2 separate regions of the Mus musculus genome follow, and region 2 is linked to region 1. Evidence: chromatin contacts called from public promoter capture Hi-C data. All regions are on one chromosome and are shown on one strand. Each heading gives the region's core, a stretch centred on a gene start, on an enhancer-like site or on the middle of the called end of the contact. The rest is flanking DNA. Distances are from core to core; before and after follow the strand shown. Region 1 holds the start of Neurl1b (neuralized E3 ubiquitin protein ligase 1B). Region 2 holds the start of Tcp11 (t-complex protein 11).

Region 1 (6,458 bases), core at 1,751-4,250:
ACACATACAGTAGGAGCTCAACAGATGCAATATCTCCCGCTGACCCTTGCTCTCTCCTGGGTCAAGGGTATACATCAGAATATGTTGGTGCAGTTTGAGAGAGCTGCCAAGGTTATGAACACCAACCAAAGGGCACTTCCCTTTCTTTGGCATTTCCTTATTGTGCCATGTAGCACACACACCATGTGCATGGTGGAATGCCCAATAAACATTATCTAAACCATGGTGGCACTTAATAAGTGTTATCTGAGCCTCGATTGAGAGGATATCGCCTGTCAGGAGGAAAAAAAAACCAACAACAGAGAACTTTGGAGCTAAATAGACCCAGATCTCAATTCTGGCACTGCCAACTAGAGGAGCTCTGTAGGCAAGAACAAGCCATTTGACCTCCGAGAGCCTTGGTTTTTTGGTTCTTGTTTTTGTTTTCCATCCATCAAATGGGAGTAATGACTCTGCTGGAAGGGGTTGCTGGGAGGACTAAACTCATTCATTCATTCATTCCCCAAGCATCCAAACATCGACTGTGTCCTAGCCCCTACTCAACACACAACAGTGATCATACATGTGTCACACAGTGACTATGCTCAGGAGAACCATAAAGCAAAGAAAGGGGCCTGGGAGGGAATCACAATGTCAAGACTCAGTCTATAGCAGGGGCCTGAGGGAAGGGAAGGAAGAGAAGGGGCAGCTGCTCGGAGGTCAGCGTGAAACTTGCAGGCAGCCTGCTCAGAGTGTGATCAGAGTGTAGCAGCCTTCAGAGGCGTGCTTAGCTCATGCCTGCAGTCACAGATGCTGGGAGCCTGGTGAAGAACCCAGGTGCTCAGCAAACGCCAGCCCTCGATTTCCAGTCCTGTGGAATGAACTCCACCCCACACACATGTTCCTTCCCTGAGAAGGAGAGCACAGGCTTCCTCAGGGCCAGCCTGTGCCAAGTACTCCTTCAGCCAAATATGCAGGCTCCATGTGCGCTCCACCACACGGTTCTGAGGCTGCACTAGGCACTAGGTTCTGGGCCGGGCAAACCAGGGAATGAGACAATCAAGGCATGGAGTCTGTCCTCACAGAACCCCTAGAGAGTCACAAGAAGACACAGTGATGGTGCAGCACAGTCATACAAACACGAAGCCTTATGAAGGTGTCCCCATTAGGGCAGAGAGTGTAAGGTCCCTGGAAAAGGTGACCAGAGAACCTGGTGGTGAGACAAGAAAGAACAGTCCAGGTGTGAGAGGATGTAAAGATGCCAGAAGCCAATGGCAGGTGGATCTAAAAACAATATATAAGTCTTTACATTTTGGGCACCTGTTATCTGATGTGCCTCCTCACTGAGGGTAGGAGGTTCCCACACAGCATGAGGTGACCTGCCTTGACTCTGAGCCCCCAGCCTAGAGTGCTCCACCCACAGCATCAGACTCCAGGGGAATGGGCACCCCAGCAATGTGTGAGCACCTGGTGAGACAGCCTGTCCCTTGCCTTGCTCCAAGTGTGACCCACAGGTGGCAGAATGGCTTTTTAAAAAACCAACCAGAATAGCACAGGAATTCTAGTTGAGTATGTACTGTGTCTCCGTCATGGGCTTCTGTGACTGCCATCTCTGATGTGACCTCAGGTCCCTCCAGATCGGTGGCTGGGTCTCTTCAGCCTAGCAAGAAGCGGTTATCACTCTGTCTAGTACAGACCCAGGTTCCAAAGCCACCTCTGAAGCTGACCAGCCTGTGACTCCACCTGGCTGACCTTAGGAATGATCCAGTAAAAGCCACCCAGGGGCTTGTTAGTAGAAGGGGCTGTCTGTCTCCCCAGTGGTCCTTAGGTCTCAGGTTGGTCCAATCCCTTCCAGGGGAAGAGACAACTCTATTAGGATAACTGCCGGAGGAAGGGCTGTGGGGGTGTCAGAACAGAGATGGGGTGTCAGCTGGGCTGTGCTAAATCTGACCTACAGCCAACTTGCTTCTTCTCTGAACTACCCTCCCCCAACACACACACACACACACACACACACACACACAGAGAGAGAGAGAGAGAGAGAGAGAGAGAGAGAGAGAGAGAGAGAGAGAGAGAGCCTCTGCTTAAGGATGCTGCGAATGCCGAATGCCCAGTTTTATGCCCAAACACTTCTGAAGACTTGGGACACAGTGGGGGTGAGGGGCGGGGCAGACAGGCTGACAGGGCCCATGCAGTCTCCCACCACTGCCTGTCACCGGGTCATTTCTCCTGTACTGAGGTTAAACTTCTTGTGTAAAATCGGGGTGTCTTTTCTTAGGAGGACGATTCTTTGCAGACAGGCAGTGACAGCCTCGGCGCGCTGACATGTTCCACCATCACTAGGTATTTTCAGCGAGGCGTGGCGTCCCCCGGCCTCCGCACGCCCGCCCCACGCCCCTCGCCCACCGCCTTTCTCGGGTCTAGGAAATTCTAGGGCGCTTTTAACTAGGGGGCGATGCGCCCCACAGCAATGGCTCAGATGGGGCTGGGAGGGCCCCCAACAGAACGGACACCCGAACGGGGCGCAGCCGGGCGCGCGTGGGAACGCCGCCAAGAACTAGCACGTGTGCCGGGGGCGCCTGTGGACTGTACGCGGAGACCCGGGACACCCGCGCCCTGCAACCCCCCTGAAGGGTTCCGGCCGGGGGAAGCCCCGATACCTCCCTCCGGCTCGCTCATTAGCGACCTCCGGCTGGAACAAAGGCGTGGGGCGCACGGCCAAGGCCAGGAAAACCAGGAGGGGTCCGCACATCCCTGCAGGGGTGCGGCTCCGGGGCTCGGGCTCCGGCAACCAGGCTCTGGCTTGCACCCGGGCTCCGCGGCTGCGACGACCCGGGGAGGACCAGGCGCTCCGCGCCACTTCGGGGCGCGGCTCCGGGCGTACCTGGCAGGGTCCGGTGCACCGTGTTGCCCATCGCTACTCCGAGACTCGCGGCGCGGGGCTAGCTGGGCGGGCCGGGGGCCGCGGCCGGGCTGCGGGGCATTGCCGCTGCACCGGCGACCGGCGGGCGGCAGATGGGCGGCGCGGGCGGCGGCGGGAGGAGGCGGAGCCACCGGCCCGGGCGCGCCCGCCCCGCCCCCGCGCCCGCCACCAACCGTGCTTGGGCGGGGCTGGGGCCGCCGCCGCGTCTTTTGAAAGTTTGCACCGGTAGCGCGCTGGAGAGGCGGGGCTGGCCTCCTGCCCTCGTCGTTCCCGCGCGCACCGACCTTGCTCTTTTTGCCAATCGGGATGGGTCGCCGGGTGCCGAGTCCTTGTCCAGGCATTCGGCCACTTTGGGTGGTGCCTCGACTCAGGGACGACGCGCACACATGCAGGTCACGCCAGACAGTGTCAAGGGCTCCATGACAGTCCATCCAGGGTGAGATGGGGGTGGGGGGTAGGGATGGGGAACTTCTCCATCCCCTAGGCCGCATACCTAGGAGGAGAGACTTCAGTATGTAGTGGTTGTTTAGGGGGGGGGGCGGGACCCAGACTTGAGCTCACTGTGCCTTCTTCATTAAAGTACTGCCCACACCCTATGTACCAGGCCCTCTGCTGAGCCCCAGACGCAGTCCCTGCTCTCAAGGAAGAGAAAATTAGCAATCAAGATCACATAGTGGTCAAAACCAACAATAACATTGAAGTGTCAGATAGGGCCGGCTGAGGGTTTTTGAGAGAACGAGGTGGCATGTGAGGTGGGTAGTGTTGCCAGGAGGTACGAGGCGGCGGCGTTGGGGGGGGGGAGGGGGCTGAGAGGGGGAGGTGCATCCACTCCCACCGCATAAATCTTTTCTCAGAACCTTCCAGCCTTGGCTACTCTTCTATAAAAGGCCAGCTAGCCCATGCCACCCCTAGTCCAATTCACAGACTAACACACCAAGGTGGGGGAGGTGTAATGACTCTGTGAGGAGACCCAGTCCCTAACCATTACTTTCAGACTCCCATACTCAGTACTCTCGTCAGTTTAGGAAGCAGGGTTATTACCTCCACAGCACAGACAGGGTAAACCGAGGGTCAGTGGGTAGACGAGATGTCCAAACCTATCTCCCAGTGGCTGAGGGCAAGCTCCCTCTGAAACGGAGTAAAAAGAGGTGCTCAGAGGACCGCCTCCTGCCTTGGTTTCTCGTTGTCCTCAGACTCTCCTCTGTTGTTCCCCAGGAAGCCATGGCCAGACCTATTCTGTACTGAGTTTCTAATTCTCAATTACAAGTGCTCTCAGTTATTTAAAATTTCACCCCAAACTCTGGTGGGCAAAGGTACTTTAGCTGGGTAGGCCTTCACTCTGTATGACCCTGGGGTCCTTAGAGAGGTCGCCATTGCTATAAAAGGAGTTGAGGAATTTCACTTAGATAAAATGGCTCAGGGCAACAGGACTTTGTGGCGGCAGGGTGGGGAAGCTGCTGTTAAAAAGCCACTTTCAGAGCACTCCAGCAAGTGGCTGTGTTTCAGTCACCTCCCCAGATGTTCGCTGCAGCCACTGAACCCACCGCACCCCAACTGTTCTGGTGTGTGTCTCGGGGTGGGGAGGACATGTAGATTTGAAAGGCTGAGGTTGAGCCTCTCGGTCCCCATGTGGATGTGCTGTGGGGAAATGCTATGTCTTCCACGTCAGTGGCAACAACAGCAGACCACACAGGAAAAAAAAAAAAATCAGGACCAGGGAACTTCTTGAAGGTCCAGAGCTCTAAATTAGTGTGTTAAATAACATGAGCTTAAAGCAATGTTATCTTCAACATTGCTTTAAATGGAGCTGATATCACCCTGTGTGACAGTGATAATTCATTGTGGTGGAGGTGATAAGCCTGCGCCTGTAAGATAATAAATTAACCTTATAAATGAGCATCTGCCTGCCTCTCTCTCTTCCCCTCTTGTCTTTTTTTGGACTCTAGCTTGACACGCATGGGCTCTTGGGAAGGACGGAGGTTGTCCTTCTATCTACAGTCCAGGTAGATTCTAGACTGTCTCTTATTTGAGTATGTATGGTAATTGCTCCATCACTGAGGTCCCCCGGCATCTTGTCCTGTCCTTCAGCTACACCCTTGCTGCAGCTGCTGCCTTCCTGTCCTTTCCACTCTAAGGGGGCTCACTCAGCCCTGCCTCCCCACATAGTGCTGGCCCACTCAGTGCATACTGAATAAAACATCTGCAGAGAAGCCTGGCTCTGATGGGCAGAAGACAGAAAAGAAGGAGGGAGGCAAAAGGGAAAGAAAGAGGAGGAAGGGAAGAATTGGAAAGGAATGAGCTGTTGTGACGGTAGTCCCGCCTACTCGTCTTGAGTGACAGGTGTGGGCAAAATAAGCAAACAGAATAAACAGTGCATTAAAACAAATGGAGGCTGTGGCCAGTCCAGTCCAGGCTGAATTGCTCATACTAAAAGCTGCATTGGCTCTAAAGCCCACCCCCTCACAAGAAAGCTAAGCTGATGAATAAAGGTGATGCCAGTGGCTTAGCCACTTAGGGAGACCCCTGTGGCAGGAATAGGAAACAGCTAGGAACATTGCTGTGAGGGCTTCTGGGTTCCATGGATTTCTAGAATTCACTAAGAGGCAGGAATATACTGTGGTGGGTCATTCTAGGGTCCCAGGCTAGAAAAACCACAGAGGGCTTCCCCTGATTAAGGCTGATCTCCCATGGCCCTGCTTCTGTACTACCAAGAAAGCAAGAAACGTCAATCAGCGTGGGTTAGGAGATCTGGGACCAAACCCGGTGCAGAAGCATGCAACAACAGGAGGAGTGTGCTGTGCCTGGGACTGACCACAGATACACCCCTTGACTCTCTCCTGCCTCTGCCACACCAAAGGAGACAGCTTGCAAACTCAGCTGTAGGCACAGAGTCTCAGAAAGTGGAGTCCCTTGCTGAGGGCATCCAGCAGCTAAGAGAGGGGAGATGGTTACCCAGGTGAGACCATCTCCAGTGTTCCTCAAAGGTGAGAAAAGAGAGGTTCTACCAGGGGCCAGGGCACTGCAGCATAGAGGAGAGGGTGGCAGGCAGAAGTGTCCCCACAGGGACCAGGGGACAAGACAGGTAGAATACCTCAGACTTTGGCCAGAGCCTTCAGACTAGCTATTCCAGCACACAAGCACCTGCCTCATCCGGTGGTAGACTACCACTTTCCTTTGGTACCAGCCCCACATGGGCTGTAGGTCCTGGGTGAGCATCACTGGAGTTATACAATGCCAGGAGCCTGTAGAGCAGGAAGCAGTGAGAAGCCTGGTCCTGGCCCTGCTTCTGTGGAGCCAGCTCTGACAGATGCAGCCCTGGCAACAACATGAATGTACACCTGCAAAGACTCACCTGAGCTGGGGGTGCCCATCACAGACACATCCATAAGCTCGGGAAGCCAGAATCCAGGCTGCAGTTGGATTACAAAGCAGTTTTCAAGTTACCACAAGAAGGCTGCAGAAGGCACGTGAGTCCTGGTGAGCCTGGGCTTCCGAGCAAAGCTCTTGTCTCATAACACCAAGGGATATACTCCTGAGACTGGGTGCTTGCCTGAAA
Region 2 (6,458 bases), core at 1,442-3,941, 1.7 Mb before region 1:
TCTCCTTGCACGTGGACAGCATCTCAGCCAGAGCAGAGCACTCAGTGTGACTTCAGAAGTAGCCTGTGATCTGGTCAACCTCTTGCCCATTCCTCTTGGTTACGCCTCGAAATGGCTCTCATCAGGCCTCATACGTGGGGACAGTCCAATGTGACACCCGCTTTTGCCTGTTTGCATGGGTGGGATTTGGGGGCTATTGTACGTGTTTGGAATGTAAAAGCGCCCAGTAAATCATTAAGCAGGAAGTCAGTGATTAACTAAGACACCCCCCCATCCCCCTCCCTGAGGAAGGAGGCCATATCTCCTCTCGTCCTTCTAGGCTCTTGACGATAACTTTTGCTTGGCTGCTTCTGATAAGTGTTAATGATAAGGATCCTGGACGTCTGCACCTTGCCTGGCTCTGGGAAAACGCTTCCCTTAGCCTTCCTCGGTTCCCTCCTCGGCCACCTCCACGCTCCCCTCTTCTTGCTTCAGCCCCACCCCCACCATAGATGCCTGCTCTGATTATCTCCCTACAACCCTCCAAGAGAAGTCAGATTTTAAAAGTTTTAATTACACTGTGTGTATGTGTGTGCGTGCGTGTGCGCGCGCACGTGTGTGTGTGTGTGTGTGTGTGTGTGTACATGGTGTGGCACAGGTGTGGAGCCTGAGGCCAGCTCGTGTGTGGCAGGTCTCTCCTGGAATTATGGGAGTCTTGGGGATTGAACTCAGGAGGTCAGGATTGGAAGCTGGATCCTTGGCCCATTAGTGCATTTGGCTGACCCACAGATGTTATATAGAGAGCGGCTATTTTACGAGTACAGATAGATTCCTAGGGGAATTCAGACATCTGGGAAGAGCTCTATAGCACTGATTCTTTTATCGGGAGGGCTACTATTTAAAAACAAGCTCAATTTTTTTTCTCTCCTTGACATTAATAGTCCCAAATAGGCCAGGCAGTGGTGGCGAAAGCTTTTAATCCCAGTACGCATGGAGGCAGAGGCAGGCAGATCTCTGGGAGTTTGAGGCCAGCCTGGTCTACAGAGGGAGTTCCAGGATAGCTGGGGCTACACAGAGAAAACATGTCATAAAAAAAAATGTTTTCCCTGCATGTATGTGTATGTGTGTGTACATACACACACACACACACACACACACACACACACACACACCCTTAGGGGCCCCACAAGAGGGCACCAGGTATTTCTAGGCCGCCACTTGGGTGCCATCTTTCCAGACTCCGAGTTTTCATGTGACAGGAAGCTGTGACATCACTGCGTAGCTTCTGTTCACGTCCCCGTTGACCACCTGGAGGGAAATTCCAAGAAGCACACCCCGAAATTCCAAGAAGCACAATGGGGAGGGAGGAAGGAAGCTTAGTATGTGCTGGAGATAGTTTAGGTGGTCGGTGAGAATTGAACCCAGGGATACCAACCAAGCTACAACCTTAAATTCTTTTCAGTAAATCCTACCTTGCAGTATTGGAACTGAACCTGGGCCCTCAAACATGGCCGGCATTTTGTTACTAAGTTGCACCCATTATCTGGCTTTGTTTTGTCTTTAAACTTTAGTTGCTTCGTCTGTCCTGGAACTGTGTAGTCCAAGCAGGCCTTGGCCAGTCTGTCCTCTTGCCTCAGTCTCCCCAGTAGCTAGGGTGACAGGCCTGCACCGTTACTTTCAGGTTTTCCAAAGTCAGGGATTGGCAAGCAAAGCAGCGGCATCAGGCGGTACAGCCATTTCCGGGGGATCGCACGCCCTCTTCTGAACGCCTGGGGTACTGCATGGATGGGATGCATTTGCATAGGTTTTATGATGACTTCAAGTCAGAGTAATTAAGAGGCCAGAAAGAATATGAGGGAAAAACACCCTCTCCATGTTCTCTCCCCAAACCCAAGGCGTGGGTATTTAAAAGACTTTAATCCCTGCAGAGGCAGGAAGATCTGAGTTTGAGGCCAGCCTGGTCTACAGAAGAGTTCCCTGACTGCTGGGGCAGCATAGAGAAACTTTCTTTGTCTTGGGAAAAAAGCAAAAAACACAAGAGAATGTTATATGTAAAACAAGACAATTTTATATGTATGGGTATTTTGCCTGCGTGTATGTAAATATATGTAAATATAGGAAGTATGATCCCGAGGAACTGGAGTGGCAGATGGCCGAGATCCATCATGTTGGTGCTGGGAATCGAACCCTGGTCCTCTGGAAGAAAGCCAGTGGTCCTAACAGCTGAGCCATCTCTCCAGGCCTCACCCTCCATTTTTTTTAAGAATCTGGAAATGGAGCTCAGCCTATGAGGTCCCTTCCATGCCCAGCACTACATGAACCCTTGGTGGTGGCTCACACGGGTGACCCCAGCACTCAGGCAGAGGCTGTAGGGTCAGCAGTTCGAGGCTAGCACCCCTGTGCATGCTCTGCAGGCTACCCCTAAGCCCCAGATCCTGACACTTGGAATCAATAGGGATGACCGTCCTGCCCCAGTCTCGGTCTCACCCAAGGTGGCGGCAGATGGTCGGTGGCGGGTCGCGATGCTGGTGGGGAGGGCTGCCACGCGCCTCGCGCCTCGTTGCCAGGACACCTAAGCTGTTTGTTTGGCAACACCGGGCGTTCCCACTCCTGCTCAGTTCGCAGGGTGGGGATGTGGAGTGTGTGACAGCATCGACGTGGGGCTCAGTGGCTCCACCCAGCCACGCCGCCCCTGCCTCATCCCCCCAAGTGGTTTAGCCCACCCGCACCCCGTGCCGCCCAGCCAGCCAGAGCGGGCGGGCCGGCAGAGAAGGAAGTGAGCTGAGTGGAGAGAGGGAAGGGGAGGGAGAAAGTGGAGGGGGAGGGCGGAGGTGAGCCACGGAGGGGAAGGGATGAAAGAGGGGAAGGGAGAGGGGAAGAGGAGGTGAGGGGAAGAGGCATACTGAGAGGGAGAGACAAGGGGTGGTGAGGGATGGAGAGGGGTAAGGGGAGGGGCGTCCGTCGGGGCTGCGGCCTCAGTTTCTTCCTGCGCCAGCTCTGGTCCCCCCTGGCCCTGACGAGCCCCCAACATTTGTCACCACACAGATACCACCACCACCACCATCACCAGGATGCCAGACGTGAAAGAGAGGGCGGCCCGGAAGGAGCCCGGCGCGGCAGAGAGCGCCTCCCGTGAATCCCGCGGGGGAAACACCCGGGAGAGCGCGAGCAGCGCCCAGGGGCACCGATCGTGTAGGTTCAACCGTCGCCCGAGCACGGCCGCCCTCACCCCAGGGTCCGCGCAGGGGCGCGGGGTAAAGACGGCGCCACGAGGTCCCGTGGGCCACGGAGGACTGCGGACTGGCCCGACCTCCCGGTGTCCCCAGCCCTCCGCCCGAGCGAAGCTCCCCTCGGTCACGCGTGGGGCACCGCTTCCGCCATCCCCGGGAAAGGGCCACCTCGGCGGGACCCCGAGCTCGCACAGGCTAGGTATCTGCTTGAGGCAGGGTCCCCCAAGTGCGGGGACTGCAGGTCCGGACCTCCCTCCCCCTCGTTTCAAATGCTCCCGCACAAGCGTTGCCATGGATTTCCTGTGACGCTGGACAGTTAGTCTCTCCTCTGTGGCCACGCGGGGTCGCTGCTGCTTAACGCTGTGACTTGAGACAAGATCCAGGTGTACCCGGAGGGGTGGGGTGGGGTGGGTTGGGTTCGGGCTGGGGTTGTGTATCCAAATAGGAACCTGGCCTGTGGGGTTCAAGGTCAGGGCGTGCTGGTGCTGCTGGTTTGGAAACAGTTCTTACAATGGCTGTTGCATCCATAGGTACAGTGACTCCTGAGTATACAATCAAATTCCTTTTGTAAAAATTTGGAACTGTGTATAACACGTTGGCTTTGTTGTGTTGCAGTTTTCTTTTTTTAGGGGGGCAATCTGAATTTTTAAGAATTGTAGCCACACTTAAATCTCTACTCTTTAAGCCCTCCTTGTTCCGGAGTGCTCTGGGCGGAACTGGCTGCTTCTTGCAGTTGGAGAGTTTCTTGAGGAGTGGCTGTAGCTTTGAAGGTTTCCTTTCACCTCGGATTTGTTTACGGATCTGATTGTGTCATGCCAGCCATTTCGGCTGGGATAATGAAGGACTGCACAGATGCTGGGAAGAGCAGGGTCCGGTCACCTTTGTTTTTATAAAAAGGTTTATTTTTCTTTGTGTGAGTGGGTGTTTTGTCTACAGGTATGTCTGTGCACCGTGTGTGTTCAGGGCCAGAAGAGATGTCGGGCGCCCTGAAACTGGAGTTACAGATGCTTGTGAGCCAAGGGTAACCCAGCTCTTAGGAAAGGGCAGCAAGTGGCTTAACCACTTGGCCATCTGTCCAGCCTGTAGTTTATGCTTTTATAACCCAGCCAAGGACTCTAGATTTTCTATCAAAGTCCAGTCAATTTTCTCACCATGAAATATTTTCAATTTGTTGAAACGTAAAACCCAGAGACTTCCTCCATTTTTAATTTTCTCTGTGTGTGTGTGTTTTTTTCCTTTTTCCTTACTGTCTGAGGATACAGGCATGACTCTAAATACTTCTGTCATGTTTCCTTCTGAGAAAGACAGTGCTGTCCTATGGGATCTCTACAGTTATTTTCTTTTGCCGGGCAGTGGTGGCACAAGCCTTTAATCCCAGCACTTGGGAGGCAGAGGCAGGCAGACTTCTGAGTTTGAGGCCAGCCTGGTCTACAGAGTGAGTTTCAGGACAGTCAGGGCTACACAGAGAAACCCTGTCTCGAAAAACAAACAAAACAAAACAAAACAAAACAAAACATTGTGCCTTTTCAGGCCTGTGAGGCAGCTCAGCAGCTAAGCTCCCCCGACCCCACCAACCTGATGACTGAGCCGATGCCCAGGCAGCCATGAGAAGGTAGAAGGAGGGAACCTTCCTCGAGCCTCCCAATGCAAACTGGTGTGCAATACTAATAACCTTCTTGATTATTTTATGTATACGAGCACACTATCATTGACACACCAAAAGAGGGCATCAGATCCCATCGTAGATGGCTGTGAGCCACCATGTGGTTGCTGGGAATTGAACTCAGGACCTCTGGAAGAGCAGACAGTGCTCTTAACCGCTGAGCCATCTCTCCAGCCCTGACAGCTTTATCTTTGAATCCGCTTCATTTTGTGCCTGCCTGAACTTTAGCCTTCACTGTGTTGGACTGCCCTGAGCATTTCTAGCACGCCCTTGGGGAAGTACAAGTGACTGGCTGAGTGGACTCAGATATAACCCCGGGGGCCTTCAGACGAGTGACCCTGAGGAGATTCAGACATGTGTGGGTTGATAACTGTCCACCAGAACTTCTTCTAATTACAGGTATGACGGAGAGAGTCCATGACGCTTCCAAGCTTGATTGTCAGTTGGAAGAAAGGAGTTTATCTTCAAGCAGGTATTGGCTTTTACAGTTTCTGTATGTGACTTCCTGATGTCGTTATTCAGCACCGAAGGATTCTGGGGGCTGGGGAGGTGACTCTGTGGGCTGACACTTGTTGCCAGGCCTGACAACCTGAGTTTAATTACATGTGCCCTCACCAATAAACAGATAAATATTAAAAATAAACTCGGCACGCTCACACCTGTAATCTCAGCACTTGGGAAACAGAGCCAGGTGGAGCTGGAGCTGGAGACCAGCTTGGTTTACATGGTGAGTTGCAGGCCAGTCAGGGATATCCAGGGAGACCCTACCTCAAACAAGTAAACAACTCAAATGAATGTCTCCTTGGCGAAATGTGTTGCTTGCCATGGTTCTTTTTTTTTTTTTTTTTTTTCTTTCCCGAGACAGGGTTTCTCTGTGTAGCCCTGGCTGTCCTGGAACTCACTTTGTAGACCAGGCTGGCCTCGAACTCAGAAATCCGCCTGCCTCTGCCTCCCAAGTGCTGGGATTAAAGGCGTGCGCCACCACGCCTGGCCATGGTTCCTATTTTGATGATTAATTTCTTGCTGCTAATGATTTAAAATCCACAGTCTAAACATGGGATGCCGTTTGCCCGTTTCAGTGTTTAGAACCAGGTCTCTACATGTGGCTGTCTGGTTGTTCCAACAGCATTTGCTGGAAAAAAAGACTCTCCTTTCTCTATTGAATTGCTCTGGACTTTTGTCTATTTGCTTAGACAGCTTCTTTCATATGCCAGGCTGGTCCTCCTGCCGGTGCCTCCTGAGTGTAGAGATGATTTTAATTTTTGTTCGTTTGGGGGTTTGTTTTTATTTATTTTGAGACAGGGTCTCTCTGGGTCTCTCCTGGTTGTTCTGGAACTCGCTGTGTAGACCAGGCTGGCCTCAAACTCGCAGAGATCTGGCTGCCTCTGCCTGCTGAGCACTGGGACTTGGGGTCTGCGCCACTGACACCTGACACCCGTTTTTTTTTTTTTTCTTAGATTTTATTTTATATATGTGAGTAGCTGTCTTCAGACACACCAGAAGAGGGCATGGGATCCCATTACAGATGGTTGTGAGCCACCCTGTGGTTGCAGGGAATTGAACTCAGGACCTCTGGGAGAACAGTC

Evidence for each region. Promoter capture Hi-C pulls out the DNA fragments that hold promoters and counts their contacts.
Region 2: a contact with region 1 is called in a promoter capture Hi-C map of liver, with 6 times the contacts expected there. The contact joins the promoter of Tcp11 here to the promoter of Neurl1b in region 1. A contact is called at or near these places in 1 of 39 promoter capture datasets (liver), 1 of 115 datasets of contacts at active chromatin or transcription factors (pancreatic cancer cells) and 1 of 9 other capture datasets (liver).

What each region holds. Positions count from the first base shown.
Region 1 is chr17:26,411,401-26,417,858 of GRCm38.p6, reverse strand. It overlaps Neurl1b (neuralized E3 ubiquitin protein ligase 1B), which reads right to left and starts at 3,000. Exons shown (of 5, transcript NM_001081656.3): 1 at 2,864-3,000. The coding sequence starts at 2,894.
Region 2 is chr17:28,076,872-28,083,329 of GRCm38.p6, reverse strand. It overlaps Tcp11 (t-complex protein 11), which reads left to right and starts at 2,691. Exons shown (of 10, transcript NM_001085555.1): 1 at 2,691-2,755; 2 at 3,025-3,171; 3 at 5,272-5,344. The coding sequence starts at 3,051.